Regions from separate parts of the Rattus norvegicus genome. Here region 2 is linked to region 1. The links are chromatin contacts, called in public Hi-C maps. All regions are on one chromosome and are shown on one strand. The core of a region is the stretch at or near the end of the contact, and the rest is flanking DNA. Distances in the headings are between cores, read along the strand shown. Region 1 holds the start of Tnc (tenascin C). Region 2 has its middle 110 kb from the start of Tnc.

What was found. Hi-C and Micro-C count contacts between places; a contact is called where the count stands out from the background.
Region 2: a Hi-C map of Schwann cells shows a contact between it and region 1, with 2.4 times the contacts expected there. The contact joins the enhancer-like site here to the promoter of Tnc in region 1. A contact is called at or near these places in 1 of 12 Hi-C or Micro-C datasets (Schwann cells) and 1 of 1 datasets of contacts at active chromatin or transcription factors (oligodendrocytes).

The regions. Positions count from the first base shown.
Region 1 is chr5:82,474,521-82,479,172 of GRCr8, forward strand. Tnc (tenascin C) reads right to left here and starts at 1,611. Exons shown (of 26, transcript NM_053861.2): 1 at 1,438-1,611.
Region 2 is chr5:82,584,523-82,589,311 of GRCr8, forward strand. No RefSeq gene overlaps it. Among named protein-coding and RNA genes, the nearest start is that of Tnc, 110 kb to the left of the region's middle. Within about 2 kb of position 1,834, at least 11 of the 93 cell types and tissues checked have an H3K27ac peak or open chromatin away from gene starts, as enhancers often do. A contact at or near this core is called in Schwann cells, where this site is marked.

The DNA.
Region 1 (4,652 bases), core at 361-2,860:
GGGGGGGCAGTTTTCATTTCTAAGGTACATATGGGAAAGCTCTATAAAACCAAGAAAAGGGGATTCACAAAAACAGAAGAAAGAGACATTCACTCTTAATGAGAGCTCCCAGTCCAGTTCACCCTCTGATGCAAAGAATCGGATTCCAAAGAACCGTCAGCCACACAGCAGTCCATAGCCAGGCACCTGAGCCTGTGATTGCCTGAGGACCTTCTGGAGTCAGAACTCTACACTCACATGAAGCCCCAGGCTGCCACCTTTCCTCCTAATGGTGCCAACACAACCCCTTGCTTGTAAAATACATGCCAGGCTAGCAGAGCAGGCACTCTGAGATCAGACAAGATAAAAAGGGGAGGGTAAGCAGACACACTCCAAAACTGGGTAAGTGGTGCTTTTCACTTCCAGAGTGATGGCAGCTTTGGGCCATGACAGAGATGGCCCAGTTGCTAATTTGATCTTTTTGTTCCTCACTTGCTCTTCACTATAAGGGGAGCTGTTGTCCCCTCTTTAGCGAAGTGGAACCTAAGGTTCACAGAGGTTACATATTTTCCTGGCACATTTATGTTGTGGTGGCACTCCTGGGAATGCCTAAGTCACTTCTAGGGTCAAACCCCAACCTCATAATCCCCCTGTAACACAGATGGCATAGGGGAATCTCTGGGGTCTTTCCGAAGTTCACCAGGGAAGGTGGCTTCCCCCAGCTAGGGAAGATGTTACTGGGATTCTGGGATAAAGTGTGAGGAGGGAGCCCGATTTGGGAGCAATATGGGATTCAGGTGCCTCCAAACCTTCTAACCATGCTCTACCTGAGGTCTGCGAATCAGGAGGTTGTCACCCTGCTTCAAGAACCCAGGGACGTGCCCACGGGTCTCATCTTACAGCCTGTGAGTTGTTCATCTGTGCCCAGAGCTTATCCCCTCGCTCTAGTATCCCAGTTTTTGTCTTTCCCCAGAATGGACACTGAGGATCAAATGGAGAGGGAGGGGAACGAAAGCTGTCAAGTGCTAAGACTGTGGATGTGCAGTTGTGTTCTCCCTGCTTTAATACTCGTCCCACCGCACCATTGCGAGCAAATGCCGCTATAAAATGCTACTTCCCTAACACTCATAAAGGGGAAAATCCACAGGTGAGAATCAACTAGGTCAAAGGTTAAGAGGAAAAGTAAGACTTTTTCCCCAAAGAAAGGCAGAGACAAAAACTTTACCTAAAGTTCCTCTGAATGGTAACTAGTGACAGATCCATACCAAATACAAGACTGCAGGAGAGCAAAGTAGGGAATACCAGGGTGGGCACATCAGATCACACCCGGGAAACACTCTTTTACCCGGCTTGGAAATAAAACAGAAGTGTTATAGTTACAAACCCACACTGTACTGGGCACCGGGAATGCCAGGAGCACACCAGAAAAACCCTGGGAGATGGGATCAACAGACTCACCTATTCCAGGTCGGAGAAATCAAGGTCTCTGGGTGCACCGGCTCAGAGAAGTACCTGGGCGAGTTCCCAAGCGCGCAGTCCCTAGCGTCTCCCCAGCCACTGTCTGTGCCCACCAGAGGCTAGGGTGTGTGTTCAGCGCGCGGGAGAGACGCGTGACAGTAGGCAGGCTGTGGCTGGAGCAGCCAGCTTTGGCTGGCTTATATAGGGAGCTCCTTCCTCTGTAATGGGACGCCTCGCCTCCAGACATCCTTTCCCACTTTTTTTTTTTTTTCAGTTGGTGAGTTAAAGGCACAGCCCTCCCAGCGGAACAGGGTTAGCTCATGAAAGACGCACTCACTCCAGGCGCTCAGCCAGCTAACGGACCATTTGCATACAATTTATAGTGAAGAAAAAAAAAGTAGGAATTTCAGCTCCCTCCGCCCCCGCAGAGTAGTTGTTAGTGAAGTGTGATTTTTGCATTGCTCCACAAACGCGTATTCTAATTGTGAAACCGAAGCCTTGAGAGCAGGGATGAGAGGGAACTGGATCCTGGCTATGCTCCTGGACTTGAGCAAGCTGGAAACACGACCTGGGCTTCCTTGGGCTCTGGGCAGCAGCTGCGGGGTGGCACCTCAGAGAAAGCCCGAGGGCTGAACCCAGTTCCTGGAAAGAGGAGCTCGAGGAGGGTTGAGCAAAGCCAGGGCAGTTCAGGTTTCTCTTGGCTAGTTTGGAGATAACCCAAGATTAGTTCTCAGCAGGTGGGAACCATACTGGGAGCTTAGAAGAGTGAGCTCTTCGGGGTGCCCAGCTGCCTGGGGGAATCATTACAGATCCCAATGTCCCCCAGGAGTCACTTTTTGACATTGTTTATGCCATATGCTAAGTGCCTTCCACTTAGTAGGGTCTACTAAGTCTGGTGGCTCCTGAACCTCCTGCGCTCCCAGTGTACCTAGGTGCTGAGTGACTTTTTATTTCTTTTAGAGAAGCACTAATACATTTTAAGCCGTAACAACTTCATCTTTGAGGTTGAAGTCCTCCGTTAGTATGTTATATTATCCTCGGGGAACCTGGGGCTAAACTCGTGGTACTTCTGGGCTTGTTTGGGACAGTGCTTGTACCCTGCAATTTAGAGAAGCAGTTTAAAAGCCATCAGGGGTCTGTGTCTGGGAAGCATTAAGACCTCATGGCTCCATGACACATTAGTGATCAGAAACAGTGAGTGAGACTGTCACACTAGTACAGGCACAGCTGCTTTGTTGGACTGTGGAAAATACATCTCTCTGTTCTGTAATTTAGAAGAGACTTATGATATTTTAATTAACAACCAGTATCGGAAATTTCAACTCTCCACTACGGTTGATACCATCCTTCAGCCGTTATCATAACATTTAGTCTCAGTTTCTCTGGTAGAATAAAGCTAGTCAAAATTAGGCTCTCCCTACGGCAGCACTGATTCCAGGACTCTAAGATTCTCAGCTTAAGTGACCCCACCCCACACCCTTCAGACATCAAAAACATCCATAAATAGTCATGTCATAAAACGACTCATTTGAACTTTTAAACCATTTGGGCTGATTCAGATGCTCGTAGCTTTGGGAATTTTTTTCATTCTGCATGTTAGCCAAAACATATTTCAGTGGCACGAGCCTGCCTTTCTACCAGTAGTGAGTGTTTCCATGCTTCTAGGCTTTGCTAAGTAGACCCAGGTTACCTCTTCTCAGTGAGCAAATAAAGTGTTAGGCAGGCACTTATTTACTCCTTGTGTCCCATGAGCTACGCTTATACACAATATATGATCAATTTACTTGTAACTAATTATATAGACCTGAACAAGGCATTTAAATAAGTTGAGAGTGTCTGCTAAAAGCCTGTGTGATTAATAGGGCTTCTTCTAAGAATGTTCCGGACCTGAGATCCCTGGTCCCCAACAATTCTTAGTGTTCTATAGTCAATCATGAATTCACAGCTACCACAAACTGCTTAATCTATTACTGGAAAGCAAAGCCAAATGGGCGGCCCTGAGAGGGGAAACAGCCAGAGATCCTGACACTTAAGAATGTAGCCATCAGCTGTTATAGAAGTGTGTCACACGACACTGTAGACACATCTTTTTTTCCCCATTAATTTATTTATTCACTTCTCATCCCAATATCCAGCCTCCCTCTCCTCCCAATATCCCTCCCACAGCTCCCATCCCTTCCCTTCCTCTGGGAAAGAGGGGTGGGCAGACCCTGGGTGTCAACCCACCCTGGGCACATCAAGTCTCTGCAGGTGAATTTTCCCCCACTGAGAACAGACAAGGTGGCCCAGCTAGAAGAATGGGATCCGCAGACAAGAAACAGATTCAGGGGCAGCCTCTGCTCCAGTTATGGGGAGGGGTGCACATGAAGACCATGCTGCACATCTGCTGGTACATATGTGCTACTTATGCCCTAGGTCTAGCCCATGCTATCTCCTTGGCTGATGGTTCAGTCTCTGCTTTACTGCAATCTACTTGTAAAATGAATGTTCAGCAGGTTATGGAGGCTCAGTCCTTTGTAATCCTGGAGTGAGGATCATCATGAGTCTGAGGCCAGCCTGCGCTGTAGACTGAAACCTTTTCTCAAAGACAAACAGAACCCACCATACAAAACCCACAAGAACAAACAAGGGCAAGAAACCCTTTCACTACCAACAAAAAAAGTTTTCTCCAAAAATGCTGCCAAACATCATAATTCTAGCTATACCTTGGCCTTGCAGTGAGGACGACTGCTCAGACTAGACCCTGTTCTGTTCCCCTGGACTATTTATACTTCTACATCTAGTAATTATACTGAGTGATGTGTTTGTTGTGCTATTTCCATAATGTGCATAATATATTTTGATATTCAGTCTTCTAATGCCTTTTCGACGCTTGCCCTCCATCCCCGAGAGTCCTCTGTTTACTGTTATTTTCTCCTAGTTAGCATTATGTAAGAGAAATATCCAGTGTTTGTCTACCTGTGTGAGTTTAGTTTATTTCACTTAGCACAGTGATCTCCAGTTCCATACATTTTCCTGCAAATGGCATAGCTGTACTTTTCGTTATGGCTGAATAAAATTCCTCTGTGTATCACTACAGCTTTCTCCTCCTCCTCTCTGTTGATGACATGGAGATGAACTGTGAATGGTTCCATGATCAGCATGGCTATTCCAGAATCTCCGCAGTAAGCTGACTCTGCTATTTTAGGCTAAATACCACATGGACCAAATGTCAG
Region 2 (4,789 bases), core at 584-3,083, 110 kb after region 1:
CATATTTGGGAAAAAGGTAAGTAGCTGCTGCTAGGTCAGATCACAAAGAAACCCAGGTGCGAGGGTGCACATAAAAATCATTTAAATAAACTATCTTCCTGAAGCAAACATTATGCATTTGAACAATTCCAGTTTTCACTACCTGAGGGATACTCTGCACAAGGAGTAAAGAGTTATGCTGTAAGAAATTCATTGCAAACAAAACAACTGTGGAAACAAATCACCAAACTTAAGGGCTCAGATGTAGATGAACTGAAGAGATTCATGCTATAGAATAGTATGACATTTTAAAATGAGATGTTACTATGCACGTTCATAGTACATGCACCAGCATGCTCAGATCTTCTGTGATGAAATAAGTAAGTTACAAGTCAGTACACATGTGAAGAATAAATGTGTAAGAGTATGTGTTCCAGCAGTAAACGTATCTATAGGTAAATAGATAGATTCTAGTCCATGAGCTTATAACTGTCCCACTCTGGGTAGCACTAGGTTAGTAGTTCTCGGCTGGGAGTGATTTATACCACCAGATACTCTGCCATGTCTGAAAAGAAAATTTTCATGTTGTCACCATGACTCCAGGTAAGTGGGGCATTGCTGCTGGGATCTAATTCATGGAGGGTGATAAATGTCATGGTGTAGGGAAACAGCAAGGTACTGCTAAGAATTGTACAGCAAAATTAATTGTGCTAAGATTGAGAAGGGCTCCTTTTAGTCACAGGATATTCTGAAACCCAGACATTTAGAGTGTGCATTACATATTGTACTTGTGTATCTAATAGGTAATCTATTCCACTTGACCTGTCTGTATAAAACACTTTTTAGGGGGTACATATACACGTAAGCTCGACTCTCCCTCCCACACTGGTCTTCCACTTGTCAGAACTTGGCAACTCTCCCCTGAGAACTCATTTGTCTCTCTTTTCTCATCTGCTCCAGGAACAGAACCTGTCAGCTCTACCTCTAAGCCATGTCCTAAATGAACTATTTATACCCTCTGTCGCTTCTCTATCATCAGAATCAGGTCACCTTCACTTTGTCTCTAAACCACAGGAGGAGGGTTCAATGGGTGAGAGAGGCTGTGACCCTATGGGCAGGAAAGTGAGTTGCAGAAAGAATGAACAGTCTTAGGGAAGTCTAACCTCCAAGGGAGTCTCAGCCAGGAATAGAGCATTGAGACTGCCCCCATTTTGATAGTAGGAGAAAATGTTAAATTAGATGAATAAAAAGCTTTCTTGGGAAGGCAGCCAACTGATTTTCAGGGGGCCCGAGCTGTTTTTCGCATGGGCTAATCAGACATTGTGAGCTGGATTTAGTCAGAGGGTACAGTATTCTCATTGTCAGGGTGGCTCTATGATCTGTAGTTTGCTATGGCAACATGGAGACTGCCTGGTGCTCTTATGGAGAGGAAATAGCCTTAGACCAAGGAACACATTCAGGTTGGATTGGGGGTTTTATGTTCAGTCAAGAATGGAGTGAAGTAAATGTCTGTGAAGGTTGGTGGGCCTTCGAGTCCAGGTCAGAGGTCAGTTCCCACTCTTAACTCTGGGAAAAATCTGAAGGATTCATTTCTTCATCTGCAAGCTGGGTTTCCTAGTCTTGGCTATAGGATATTGCTTCTTTTGCCATCTCTGTTGGTTAAAGGCTTCTTTGTCTGATGCATCCACACTTGGTAGGTCTTGGAACTGGGTACTGCCATGGGAAGACGTAGAAGATAATAGAACACCATGCTGTAACTGAGAGAATGAGGATGTGACTCACTCCTCAGCATCCTCTCACACTACCTCGGCCAGTAACCAAGAGGGTGGATAAAGTCTCAATTAGCATCTAATGACATCACCCTCTATATCACCACATTGTTTAGCTTTAGAACTCCAGCCTGTAAGCTCTGGGTTACCACCCACAGTCACTTAGTGACTATTTCTTTAACCATCTTGGGGAAAAATAAAACTCCCCACAGCCTGTGACCTGTGCCCTCTGAGTGGCTTTCATTTCTTTTTGCCATTACACTCTTGGCTTGCCACTCAATAGAATGGACGCTTTATTGAAGCAGCGATCTTACTGCCATTAGGAGCTCTATAGCTAATCCCTATAACTTAGGGTATGGCACATGGCAAGTTCCAATGGCCCTAATTGCTTAATGGTCAAATGAAATTTGATGGTTAATTGAAATAAACTAATAATAAATTATGTCAAAAGAATTTTTGACATAATGCAAAATACACAATATGCTTTCAATAAAGCGGGTTATAGGTGTAGCACGGATATTCCCTTCAGCCGTCTGCAGCCTTTCCACCCTCACACAAACCATTCATCACACTTCTTTTGAGTTAGTCTTAATACTGCATGTCCTCTTGTGTGCATGGCATGAAATTCTTTGTTTTGTAGTATGTAATTAGGATGTTTGAAGTATGTGACTAGTGGTTTTTGGTTCATTCACCCAGTTGTACAAGCACCATTCAGTTTATTTTTAGAACACACAGAAAGAAAATTTGTGCCTTTCCATAGTCCTGTCTGTAGTCATTGCACCCTATAGATTTTTACCTGCAACTGGATGCTTATATTTATACCTACAACTGGATGTGATTTTGCATGTTGTTCACATGTAAGTGTTATCAAGGGAGGGCTATTGTACATATCTGTATATTAAAGTGACAAGGCTAAAGGGGGCACACTGGATGTCCTGCTCTATCAGTCTTTACCCTGTTTCTTAGAGACAATGTCTCTTTCCCGTGCTTAGTATTCTGTAGCTAGAATGCCTGACCAGCAAGCTTCAGAGATGTTTCTGTCTCTCTACTCTGCCAAGAGGGGGAATTGCCTGTACGTATGGCCCCAAGCAGATTATATGTGGATCACACTCTGAACTCAGGTCCCCATGCTTCTGTGATAGGTACTCTTACTTACTGAGCCATCTCCCCAGTCCCTCTAATAGATACTTTTTACAAATAAAATGATGAAATGCATGCCTTTTTATACCTGACTACTTTTATTTACAATGTCATCAACATTCATTTATGCTACAGAATGTATCAATACATCAGTCCTGTTTATAGTGGGAAAACATTACAGCATATTGAAGCACATTTCTATACAAAAAGCTTGCAGATACATGTTCACACACTGGTGTCCACACATCTCATTACTCATAATAACTGAAGGTGAAATGGCCCAGTGGTTACCTCTTAATGAATAGATTGTTTATTGAAGTCTTTGCGCTTTGGTCATAAGAGCTGAGTCTTTAAAAATAATACTATACATTATTGTTATATAAACATATGCATGTGAGAGCATGACTGGCACAGTGCAGGTGTGGTGGTCAGAAAACAACTCTCAGGAATCAGTCCTCTCCTTCCACATGTCTGTGGGTTCCTGAGATCAAAATTAGTTTGTCAAGTTTGCATAGCAAATTTCTTTTTTTCTCTGAGACATCTTGATAGGCTACAACTACGTATGATTTAAAATATGTTTGTACATAACAGGCTTAGTTAAATGTTTGCTTGATGAATGGATGAATGAATGAATGAATGAATGGCTGCTCCTGCTATAATATACAAGAATTGATGATTATATCTTGTTATCATAATAGAAATGATGATATTAAAGATGATGGACTTGGTCTTGATTCAACTCGGCTAGGCTTCTGATTTTTTTCTAGACTTCAGTTCCCTTATTAATAAAATGCATCTGACAGTATTGGGTATGACCATGAATAACTTATCCTCATGTATAACTTAGTTCATTGAGACTGTCTGCAAGACCAACTATAAACAGCCTTACAGCAGGTAGTAAGTAGGTGATTAAGTTGTGGACCAGTAACTGAAAGTGAAGTGTAAATTGCTTAAGAATTTTATCAAGTGAATTTCTAGTTCTGTAAGATCTACAGGTGCATTTGTTCTCTTGTATAGCATTAAATCAGTTATATAATATTATAGTATATAAGTCTCCAAGGAAAGACTGTGGTTGAGACTCATTTACTTTTGGATCATAATGCACACTTCTGTGTCCTTAATGTCAACAAAAGTCACTCAATTACAAGTTTGAAAAGGCAGCATGGTATCTTTATTGTTATGACTTCAGTGACAAGCAGAGTAGTGCTCCATTAATGTTTTGTAGGTGGCTAAAGAAAGACCATATTTGATATAAAAGGAGCCACTAGTTCCACTGTGAACTTGAGAATCCAATGTTCAATAAACCTTGAATCCTATAACAACATCAAAGACTAGGGTTGGAATCATGAAAGGAGACTGTGTCCTGGGAATAAATATATTCTCTAGCTCAACTTTCTGAAGAAAGGTAAAATCTTATGCAGACTGACCCCTCTCATGACAAGACTACTCTCTCTGTGGACTACTTTCTTATGATGCAGGAGAAAGTGCAGTCACGGGAAATGCAATATTTAACCCGTAATATTTTCTATGGAGGAACAAAAGCAGGTCATTTGTGGTGGGGACAGAGACAGTCATTTTATCCAGTATTTCTCAACTAAAAAAAAAATTAAATAACTAGCCAGTCTTTGTGGCTGAACCTTTGGAGAAAGCAACCTCAGAACCATATGGCTGATGGGAACATGGAGACTAATTTCATCTGTCAAATGATAGGTTTGGATGAAATAATAGTCACCCTCACATCTCCCAGCTTTCAGTATTCTGTGGCTTTTTCAAGAAATCCCACTGAGGGAGATGTGGAAAGTCACAGCACTTAGGGTCCAGGAGTACCTTGGGAGGTCCAGGCATTGCCCCTGGGTGTCTGCTGTAGGATTCTCGCTGTTTTTGCAGCTACTCGGCGCCAG